2 separate regions of the Ovis aries genome follow, and region 2 is linked to region 1. Evidence: chromatin contacts called from public Hi-C data. All regions are on one chromosome and are shown on one strand. Each heading gives the region's core, a stretch centred on a gene start, on an enhancer-like site or on the middle of the called end of the contact. The rest is flanking DNA. Distances are from core to core; before and after follow the strand shown.

Evidence for each region. A called contact is a pair of places that touch in the nucleus more often than the background predicts.
Region 2: a Hi-C map of blood shows a contact between it and region 1, with 3 times the contacts expected there. The contact joins two enhancer-like sites. A contact is called at or near these places in 7 of 16 Hi-C or Micro-C datasets (blood, hypothalamus, omental adipose tissue and 1 more).

Annotation. Positions count from the first base shown.
Region 1 is chr15:76,674,675-76,679,455 of ARS-UI_Ramb_v3.0, forward strand. The region is part of intron 1 of PTPRJ (protein tyrosine phosphatase receptor type J); the gene reads left to right. Among named protein-coding and RNA genes, the nearest start is that of PTPRJ, 63 kb to the left of the region's middle. Within about 2 kb of position 3,222, at least 13 of the 54 cell types and tissues checked have an H3K27ac peak or open chromatin away from gene starts, as enhancers often do.
Region 2 is chr15:76,728,154-76,732,503 of ARS-UI_Ramb_v3.0, forward strand. The region is part of intron 1 of PTPRJ (protein tyrosine phosphatase receptor type J); the gene reads left to right. Among named protein-coding and RNA genes, the nearest start is that of PTPRJ, 120 kb to the left of the region's middle. Within about 2 kb of position 1,783, at least 17 of the 54 cell types and tissues checked have an H3K27ac peak or open chromatin away from gene starts, as enhancers often do.

The sequences.
Region 1 (4,781 bases), core at 1,972-4,471:
AGATGTTGTCAGGTGTCTCCTGGGGCGGGGGTGGGACAAAACTGTGCCCAGTGAGGACCACTGGGTTATAGTGACCACTTTAAACCCTAAGCCAGGATGCACATTATTTGGGGATGGAGAAAGAGCATTTAAAATCAGGACTGTCTCAGCAAACTTGAAACTGCAGCTTTAACTATAGCGTTCAGTGTGGGAAGACAGATTGACAGCAGGCTTTATGTGGGGATAACCTTTCAAGATGAAATTGATTTATTTACTTTAAAACTATTTAATTAAATAATTTATTTGACTGGCTTCCCTGGAGGGTCAGTGGTAAAGAATCTGCCTGCAATGCAGGAGCCGCAAGAGACACGGGCTCGATCCTTGTGTCGGGAAGATTCCCTGGAGGAGGGCATGGCAACTCACTCCAGTATTCTTGCCCGGAGAGTCCCATGGACAGAGGAGCCTGGCGGATTACAGTCCATAGGGTTCCAAACAGGCGGACTCAGCTAAAGTGACTTAGCACGCACGCACGCACAGGTCTTAGCTGGCGGCATGTGGGATCTAGTTCCCTGACCAGGAATTGAAGCCGGGCCCCCTGCATAGGGAGTGTGGACTCTTAGCCACTGGACCACCGGGTAAGTCCCCCAGTGAAATTTAAATTACCCTGCATGCCTCTTGGAGGCCTGTTATGGAGTCCCCTTAAAGTCTTTTGTCTTTGCTGGTAGCTTGTGGGGAAAAAAATCATAGTCTTTGATTAGTGGAAGTTTTGAGGTTCAGGGCACTTTCCGCTGGAAAGAACCGGGTGACAACGAGAAGGGCCTCCCTCAGGCCCCAGGACACGTGGCAGGCGTGCCCTGACGGAGCACTCCTGTGATCTCCATACGCCCCTGCACACTTGCCCTGCAGGTCTCATTGGCGCCCCGGTCAGGTGTGCTGGGTGTATGCAAGCCCGCGTGACTTTATTTTCATACACACAGCTGGCAAACCTGTCATGTTTTGTCCGATGCAATTTTTTCTCCTCCGGGTGTAGCTCCTGCGGGTTCACACGTCCATCCTCAGACGCTCCAAGCCGACCTGTGCCAGGCTGCACCTGAAACCACAGAGCAGCTATTTGCAGAGATCATGAAACGTGGGAGCACGTGGTATGCCAAGATGCCTCACACTGAGGAAATCCCGCTTATTAAAACCTCAAATGAACAGTAACGTTGGGAAAGATGTTTTTTTCAGATGATGCAATCAGATGATAAATCCCATTTCTTTGGTTCTGTGGAAGAGTGCTCCCTTCTGTTAGATCATAAGTAGGGTGCTGTTCGCAACACCCGTTACACGTGCTTTTCCAGAAACACATGTATTAGCCAGGTGTAGTCTGGCCCTGCGCTGTAGTGGGCAACCTCCGGGGGCCATACTCGTGGCCCTGTGTTTAGTATGGCTTATGAGAGTGGCTGGTTTTCAGCAAATGGTTCCCTTGTCAGTCTTGGTAACTCAGGGGAATTTTGCAAAAGCGCCGGGTGAACATTTCTCTTTGCAGCACTAATATAACACCCCCAGGGGTGGTATCTAATTAACTGATGACATCTTTTTACCCGTAAGGACCCATCATTTTTTATTCCCAGGGCTTAACTCTCCCCTCCAATTGGAAAAGTCATAATAATAGCTACGTTAGGCATCCTGCTCTCTCATTAGGAGTGTCATTAACTGGGAAAGTTAACCGCCCAGCACAGGGAGGCGCAGCAGGAGCCGCAGAGCTGGGACCCCAGCCCTCAGGGCTTTCCCGCCTCTAAGACCGGTGTAGATATAGAACCGAGGGAACAAGGAGAGTTTAAAAAAGAAATAGAAATCCCTTCTTTTGCCGTCTCGAGGTCTACACTGTTAGCATTTTACCGTTTCCTTATGACTGAGCCCCCGGAATACTTAGAGACTGATCATACTGCATATGTCTTTATTTTGCTTGTATAATTTTTGTATCTCGTCTGCCTCACTTTGAGTTTTATTATGAGCACTTTCTCATGTTGACAGTTGTTCTTTTATCATTTGCCAGCTGCGCAAGATTCTAGCGTCTCTTGTATTTTATTTATTCTATTATGGAGCATTCGGCGTTTATGATGTTTCATGATCCTCAGGGACTGTCACTGCAATGCTGCTCCGACACTAGGGCCATCAGAGAGAGTGTGTGTGTGTGTGTGTGTGTGTGTGTGTGCTTATGTGCAAGTTTGTGCAGACTGACTCACAGTGTGAAGGCTGTGTGACGGGCCATTGGGTTCTAGGCTCGAGCTGGAAGCTTACATTGGACTCCCAGGCCAAGCTGCTTGTGGTTTTCTCTTTCTTCCTTTTTGGTTTAGAGGAAGTCACTTGGTCATATTCCCCCTCCCCCGCCGGCCACCTCCCACGGCATAAGGAAAATGGTGTTTTTGATGATTGTGTTTCTCCGTAGATGCGGGAAAAAAACCTGCTCCTGGTTTTCAGAGAGGTTTTCCAGGTCACTGCGAGGTGGGTCTCAACTAGATGACCAGACTTACTCTAATGACAGCTGAGCACAGTCAAGCCCTGCCTGGGAGCCGGCTTCTGGCCCAGATTCTTGGCATAAGCAGTTCCATTTACTGGAGGAGCCCTGAGAAGGAGACACAGTGCTACTTCTATCTTACAAAGGAGGAGACCGAGGCATATGCTCAGAGGCTGGGCTGGGATTTAAGGCCAGGCTCAAACCCGGGCCCCTCTGCTAGCCCATGTCTCTTCTGTCCCGGGCTGTGCCTTGGTATCCAGTGCAGCTCACAGCTGGGGGCGACTTTGCCTCCCAGGGGACCTTGGGCAGTTATAAGGAGACTTTTTGATGTCATGATTTCGGGGCAGAGGATTTTAAAGTTGCTGTCGGACTTCCCTGATGGCTGAGTGGTAAAGAATCAGCCTGCCAATGCAGGAGACATGGGTTTGGTCCCTGGTCCAGGAAGATCCCACAGGCCACGGAGCAACTAAGCTCGTGTTGCTGAAACTACTGAGCCTGTGCTTTGCAACTGCTGAGCCCACGGGCCCTAGAGCCTGTGCTCTGAAGCAAGAGAAGCCACCACAATGAGAAGCCCGAGCCCCACGGCTGGAGAGTGAACACTGCTCTCTGCAGCTAGGGAAAAGCCGAGCAGCGGCGAACACCCAGCAGGTCTGACGGTAAATAAAGTTGCTGTTGACAGCTGATGGGTGGGGCCCAGGCAGGCTGGTAAGGACTCTGCCTGCACAGGGTGGCTGCCCACAGTGATGGACCATCCAGCCTCAGATACCAGCCTTGGGAGGCGGGGCGTTGAGAGGCCCTCCTGTGGGTGGGGGAGGGAGGAAAATACAGGCTTCTCAGGGGGGTAACCAGGAGGGGGTGAAGAAAGTGGGCTTGGGAGAGGGAGCTCTTTTGCACAGACTTCTTGAGGCTCAGCTTCCTTATCTGAAAATCAGGAAGTAAGGCTTGACGGGCATTTCCAGCATGGGTTCAGGAGTCAGACTTCCTGGGCCTGAATTCTAGTTCCTTCTATGAGTTTGAGCGTGTTCCTTTGACTTTCCTAAGCCTCAGTTCTCTCCTTTGTTAAACAGGCAGGTAATAGTCACACAGAAATGTGAGGCGTGTCTGTGTTCAGTTGCTCAGCTGTGTCTGAGTCTCTGTGACCCCATGGAGTATACAGTCCGTGGGATTCTCCAGGCAGGAGTACCGGAGTGGGTTGCCTTTCCCTTCCCCAGGGGATCTTCTTGACCCAGGGATCGAAGCCAAGTCTCCTGCACTGTAGGCGGATTCTTGACTGTCTGAGCCACCAGGGAATCTCACCAAAATGTGATAAAGAGAGTGAAATGCATTAACATGCCAGCTGAGACACAGTGGACACAGGGAACGTTAGTGCCTTGAAGATAGTGACAGCGGTGGGGAAGGCACTTGGCCGAGTCTGAGGGTGCAGAGTCTACTTCCTGAGGGCAGGCTTTTGTCTTACTCTGTGCTGTCTCTCTAGAGTCTGGAATTGCCTGTAGGTTCTCCCCTGGAGCCCATCCGGGTGGGGCTGTGTTTAGAAAGACATGAGATATTGCGTCTCCAGTGATGTGAGGCTTAGTGTTTATTCTTGGCCTACAAGGTAGCTGAAGAGACTCCAGTCCTTTGGCCACCTGATGTAAAGAGCTGACTCACTGAAGAAAGGTGGTGACGCTGGGAAAGAGTGAGGGCAGGAGGAGGAGGGGGCGACGGAAGATGAGTTGGTTGGATGGCATCATCGACTCAGTGGGTATGAGTTTGAGCGAACTCTGGGAGAGGGTGGACAGGGAAGCCTGGTGTGCTGCAGTCCATGGGGTCACAGAGAGTCAGACACAACTTAGCAACTGGACAACAGCACAAAGTAGTGGAGTCGTGATTCAGCTGTGAGTGTGCCCTGGGATTCGTGGTGGACGGCCTTCAGGTCCCTCAAATGTAAGAACATGGTTCTCTTGAGGTAGGCACTGGCCTTTTCCTTTCCCTGCTAGGACTTCAGGAGATGCTGGCCATCCTCTGGAGCCCATAGATGGTCTTACTCCTGGCTTCAGCCTGAAACCAAGGTGCTCCCTGTTGTAGCCCTTGGGTCAGTGCCAGCAAGTCCCCCAGCCCTACCATCCACTGAACCTCCCCACCTGGCTTGACAAGGGTTTCTGCCTCCTGGGTGGTGGAAGAGCTCCTGAGGCCAGGAGGTGCTGGGGATCTCATGTATCTGCATCACTTCCCTGATGCTTCTGATGGGAGTGACTTGATCAGGTGGAGTCCAGATCTGAAAGGGTGGGACAGATGCACCCAGGAGGTGGAGAAGAGCTTGGGG
Region 2 (4,350 bases), core at 533-3,032, 52 kb after region 1:
GTTACCCTGGTAGCGTGTCATCTGTCCCTGCCAGGCTCCCCATGAACACTGGCATGTTTTAGGAGGGGTAATCTAGCAGTTCTGTATTAACTTTCCACTATGCATTGAAGGGAGAGATGGAGAGAAGCAGCCAGGTGTGCGGGTGAAGGGATAGGGCTGGTTGTGCACAAAGAGCTTCAGTTTAGCTATTGGGCTTTTATATTCAAATGAGAGATTGTAGATAGCGTCATGGTGATACACGGACAGGACAGAGATACAAACATACTGCAAACAAACGTGTGTGTTTGTGTGTGTGTGTGTGTGTGTGTGTGTGTGTACACTGCGAGCTTCAAGATAGAAAAGGGGAAATGGTTTGTTTCAGCCCAAGGACAGTGCTGTCTTCTGTTTGGGCTGAGGGTTATGAGGTTTGTTTTTGGGTGGCCGCAGTGTGGAAGTGGGAAGTCCAGGTGCATTCAACACCCAAGCATCGTCAGGCCATGACCACTGAGTGTACCCACAAAGGATGAAGGGAGGGAGTTTATGAACTGGGAGACAGGTGTAATGGGGCAGTCACAGAGGTATTGGGTTGGCCAAAAAGTTCATTCCAACCCAATACTTGGAGAGGGGGAGGAGAACATGTACAAGTCTGTTTTGGTGTGTATCTAGGAGGAATGTTTACCTGGAGAGGAACTGGGGGGCGTTTAGAAATTTTAGATGAATGTAGCTAGTGAGATCCCTGTGATTTAGGTGTTTGGTAGGAGAATCCAGCGTTCAACGTGGACCACTGGTGTGATGACTGTAGCTTTGGCTGAGTTGGGATGGTACCGAGGGCGGTATTAGCAGTTTTGTTTTCTCTGGGCGTGGAGGAAGACCCCTGTGACTGGAACCAAAGTTTCAGGACTGGGGGTGGTTCCCAAAGAGGGTTTGGCTCATCAGCGTGACCAGAGGAGGCTGTGAAGGAAGAGCACATCCCTGGGGCAGGGGGATGATGATAAAGGCTGGACGTCTGGACAGTGAGGGTCTGCTCCTTAGAAAAGAAGCAGGAGAAGACTGCTGGGCAGTGTTGGGTGTTCTTGGGTGTCGGTAATGCTCGGCCATCTGGTTGACCAATGGGTGGACCATTGTCTGCTGTCCCTGGGGTAGCTCGGTAACTGGAAGTCCTTGGCAGACTGAGGACAGTCTTAGAGTCTTTTCTCGTATGTTGGTATGTCTTCCTCCTTGGACAGTGAGTGTAGTCTCCCTACTCTCTGGGCCCTGTTAGCCCAGTTTTGGGGGCCTGCAGAAGCCTTGGGCCACCTGTACAGGCGACTTTGCAGGGGGAAAGCAGGAACGTGGGTGGGCTATGAGTACTGTATCCAGGTCTGCCTCCCAGGAGAGAAGGCTTTGGGGAGTCTTGGCTGGAGTGGCTGAGGTCAAAACCTGGGTTGTTTTTGGTACTGCCTCACTGGCTGGGTAAGCCCCTGAGTGCCTCTGGGCCTCCGTGCCCACCTCTGTAACTGGGTTCTTGTTCAACTATATATACACTTTGGAAAGGATGTGTTTCAAATTGCCATTTGGTTATATCAGTAGAGTCTGAGCTTTGGTGTTGTCATCTGTAAAATAGAGATAAAATACTTTGCAGAGTTGCTCCGAAGATTCAAGGTAATGATGGTAGTAATAGTGGCTAAAGAGATCGTTTTATTTCATTTCATCCCTGTTCGTAGATGTGGACACCAAGGGACAGAGCTGTTAAGCTACCTGCCCAAAGTCACACTGCCAGTAAGTGGTGGCCCTGAATGACTTCACCCAGGCGGTCTGTCTGGTTCCAGAGCCCAGGCTCTTAGCCAAGATTCCATGAGTCTGTGCTCGGACAAAGGCCACAGCAAGCCCAGCTCAGTGCCCGGCATGCTGTGGGTGCCAAGTAAACTTGAGTTCCTTCCTTTTTATCCTCAGAATGCATCCGGAAGTGGAGGTCCCCACTGTGCTTCTGGTCAGACGCTTCAGCTCATGTTTTCTTTTTTATTTTCTCCCAGTTCTGGAGGTTAGCAGTGCCAGATCACGGTGTGCGTGGCTTGTGTGCTGAGTTCCTTTAGTCAACTCCGACTCTTTGAGATCCCATGGACTGTAGCCCGCCAGGCTCCTCTGTCCATGGGATTCTCCAGGCAAGAGTACTGGACTGGGCTGCCATGCCCTCCTCCAGGGGATCTTCCTGACCCAGGGATTGACCCCGCATCTCTCGGGTCTCCTGCATTGGCAGGCGGGTTCTTTACCGCTAGCGCCGCCTGGGAAGCCCTGCCTAGCTCATGCTACCTAATGTCTGGTTCAGGGAGGTTCATTCCCCCTTCTCCCAGTCCAAATCCACCTTTTAAAACCTTCCCATTTATTACCTTCCTCTTCTCCTCCCTCCCCAACCTCGTCCTGCTAGAAGCAACCTTCCGCTCCGCCTTCCCAGTGGCTCAGCTTGATGATACATAGTCACCTACTCACTACCTTTTTTTTTGTTGTTTAAATTGGGATGATATTCACATAACGTAAAATTAGCCATTATAAAGTCTGCAGTTCAGTGACATTTAGTACACTGACCAGGCTGTGTAACCTCCACCTCCATTATAGTTTCAGAACATTTTTGTCCGCCCATAGAAAAGCCAGTACCTGTGGGCAATCACTCTCCCTTCCCATCTTCTGCCCCCTGGCACCCGCTAGTTCTGCCTTCTGTTTCTGTGGATTTCCCTCTTCTGGACGTTTTGTTTAAATGGAGCCACAGTCTGTTTGCTCCTGTGTCTGACTTCCTTCATTTGGCGTCATGGTTTTGCATCCATCCTCATTGTAGCATATATCAGAGTTTCCTTCCTTCTTCAGGCTGAACAGTGTCCCTTGCACATGTGTACACATTCCCCTTATCTGCCAGTGGACTGTGGGTTGTCTCCACCTTCAAGCTATTGAGACTGGTGCGGCTGTTAACCCCCACCGTCTTTTATGCAAACGCTGCCCTCTTTGTCTGTTTGAGCACCAGGACTGTGACTTCTGGTGTCCCCGGAGTCCTTGCCACAGGGTGGGCTCATTCATCACTCCCTGCTGGGTCTCCTTAAGCCAAGAGGGAGAAGACTGTGAGCAAGAGCTGCCCCTTGCTCGTGGGCTGGCTCTACACACTTTATCTGGTTTAATTTCTGCCCAGAGGAAGGTAGCAAGTGGAAAGTGCCATTTTTTTCCTTCACCGTGAAGCACTTCTCACTCCTGTGCCTGGGGCAGGTTCGTAACAGCCAGCCAGGGAATTTCTGAGCTCTGTGACCTAAGGCATTCTCTGGCCTCAGTGTTCTCATCTGCACAATGGGAATGATCATTCCTTTTTCACTGACTTGTGTGAGGGTTAAATGAGATGGAGCCTGTGGAATGCTTGCTTCTTTCCCTACCTGGAACTGAGCTGTGGGTGAGGGCCCAGGTTGAAGAAGGGCCCTTGCAAGCCATTCAGGTATGACTGAATCAAGTCCCTCATGATTAGTGCAGGTAACTAATAGATTCAAGAGATTAGGTCTGGTAGACAGAGTGCCTAAAGAACTATGGATGGGGGTTTGTAACATTGTACAGGAAGCAGTGCCCAGAACCCTTCCAAAGAAAAAGAAATGCAAAAAGGTGAAATGGTTGTTCCAGGAGGCCCTACAAATAGCTGAGAAAAGAAGAGAAGCTAAAGGCAAAGGAGAAAGGGAAAGATATACCCAACTGAATGCAGAGTTCTAGAGAACAGCAAGGAGAGATCAGAAAGCCTTTAAATGAGCAATGTAAAGAAATAGAGGAAAACAGTACAATGAGAAAGACTAGAGACCTCTTCAAGAAAATCAGAGATGCCAAGGGAACATTTCATGCAAGAATGGACACAATAAAGGACAGAAATAGTATGGACCTATCAGAAGCAGAAGAGATTAAGAAGTTGCGAAAATCTACAGAACCATACAAAAAAGGTCTTAGTGACCCAGAAAACTGCGATGGTGTGGCCACTCACCTAGAGCCAGACATCCTGGAATGTGAGGTGAAGTGAGCCTTAGGAAGCATCACTGCAAACAAAGCTAGTGGAGGTGATGGAATTCCAGTGGAGCTCTTTCAAATCCTGAAAGATGATGCTGTGAAAGTGCTGCACTCAACATGCCAGCAAACTTGGAAAACTCAGCAGTGGCCACAGGACTGGAAAAGGTCAGTTTTCATTCCAGTCTCAAAGAAAGGCAATGCCAAAGAATGTTCAAACTACCACATGCTAGCAAGGTAATGCTCAAAATTCGTCAAGTTAGCCTGCCACTAGCCTTCCACACTATGTGAACCGAGAACTTCCAGATGTGCCAGCTGAATTTATAAAAGGCAGAGGAACCAGATATCAAATTGCCAACATCCATTGGATCATAG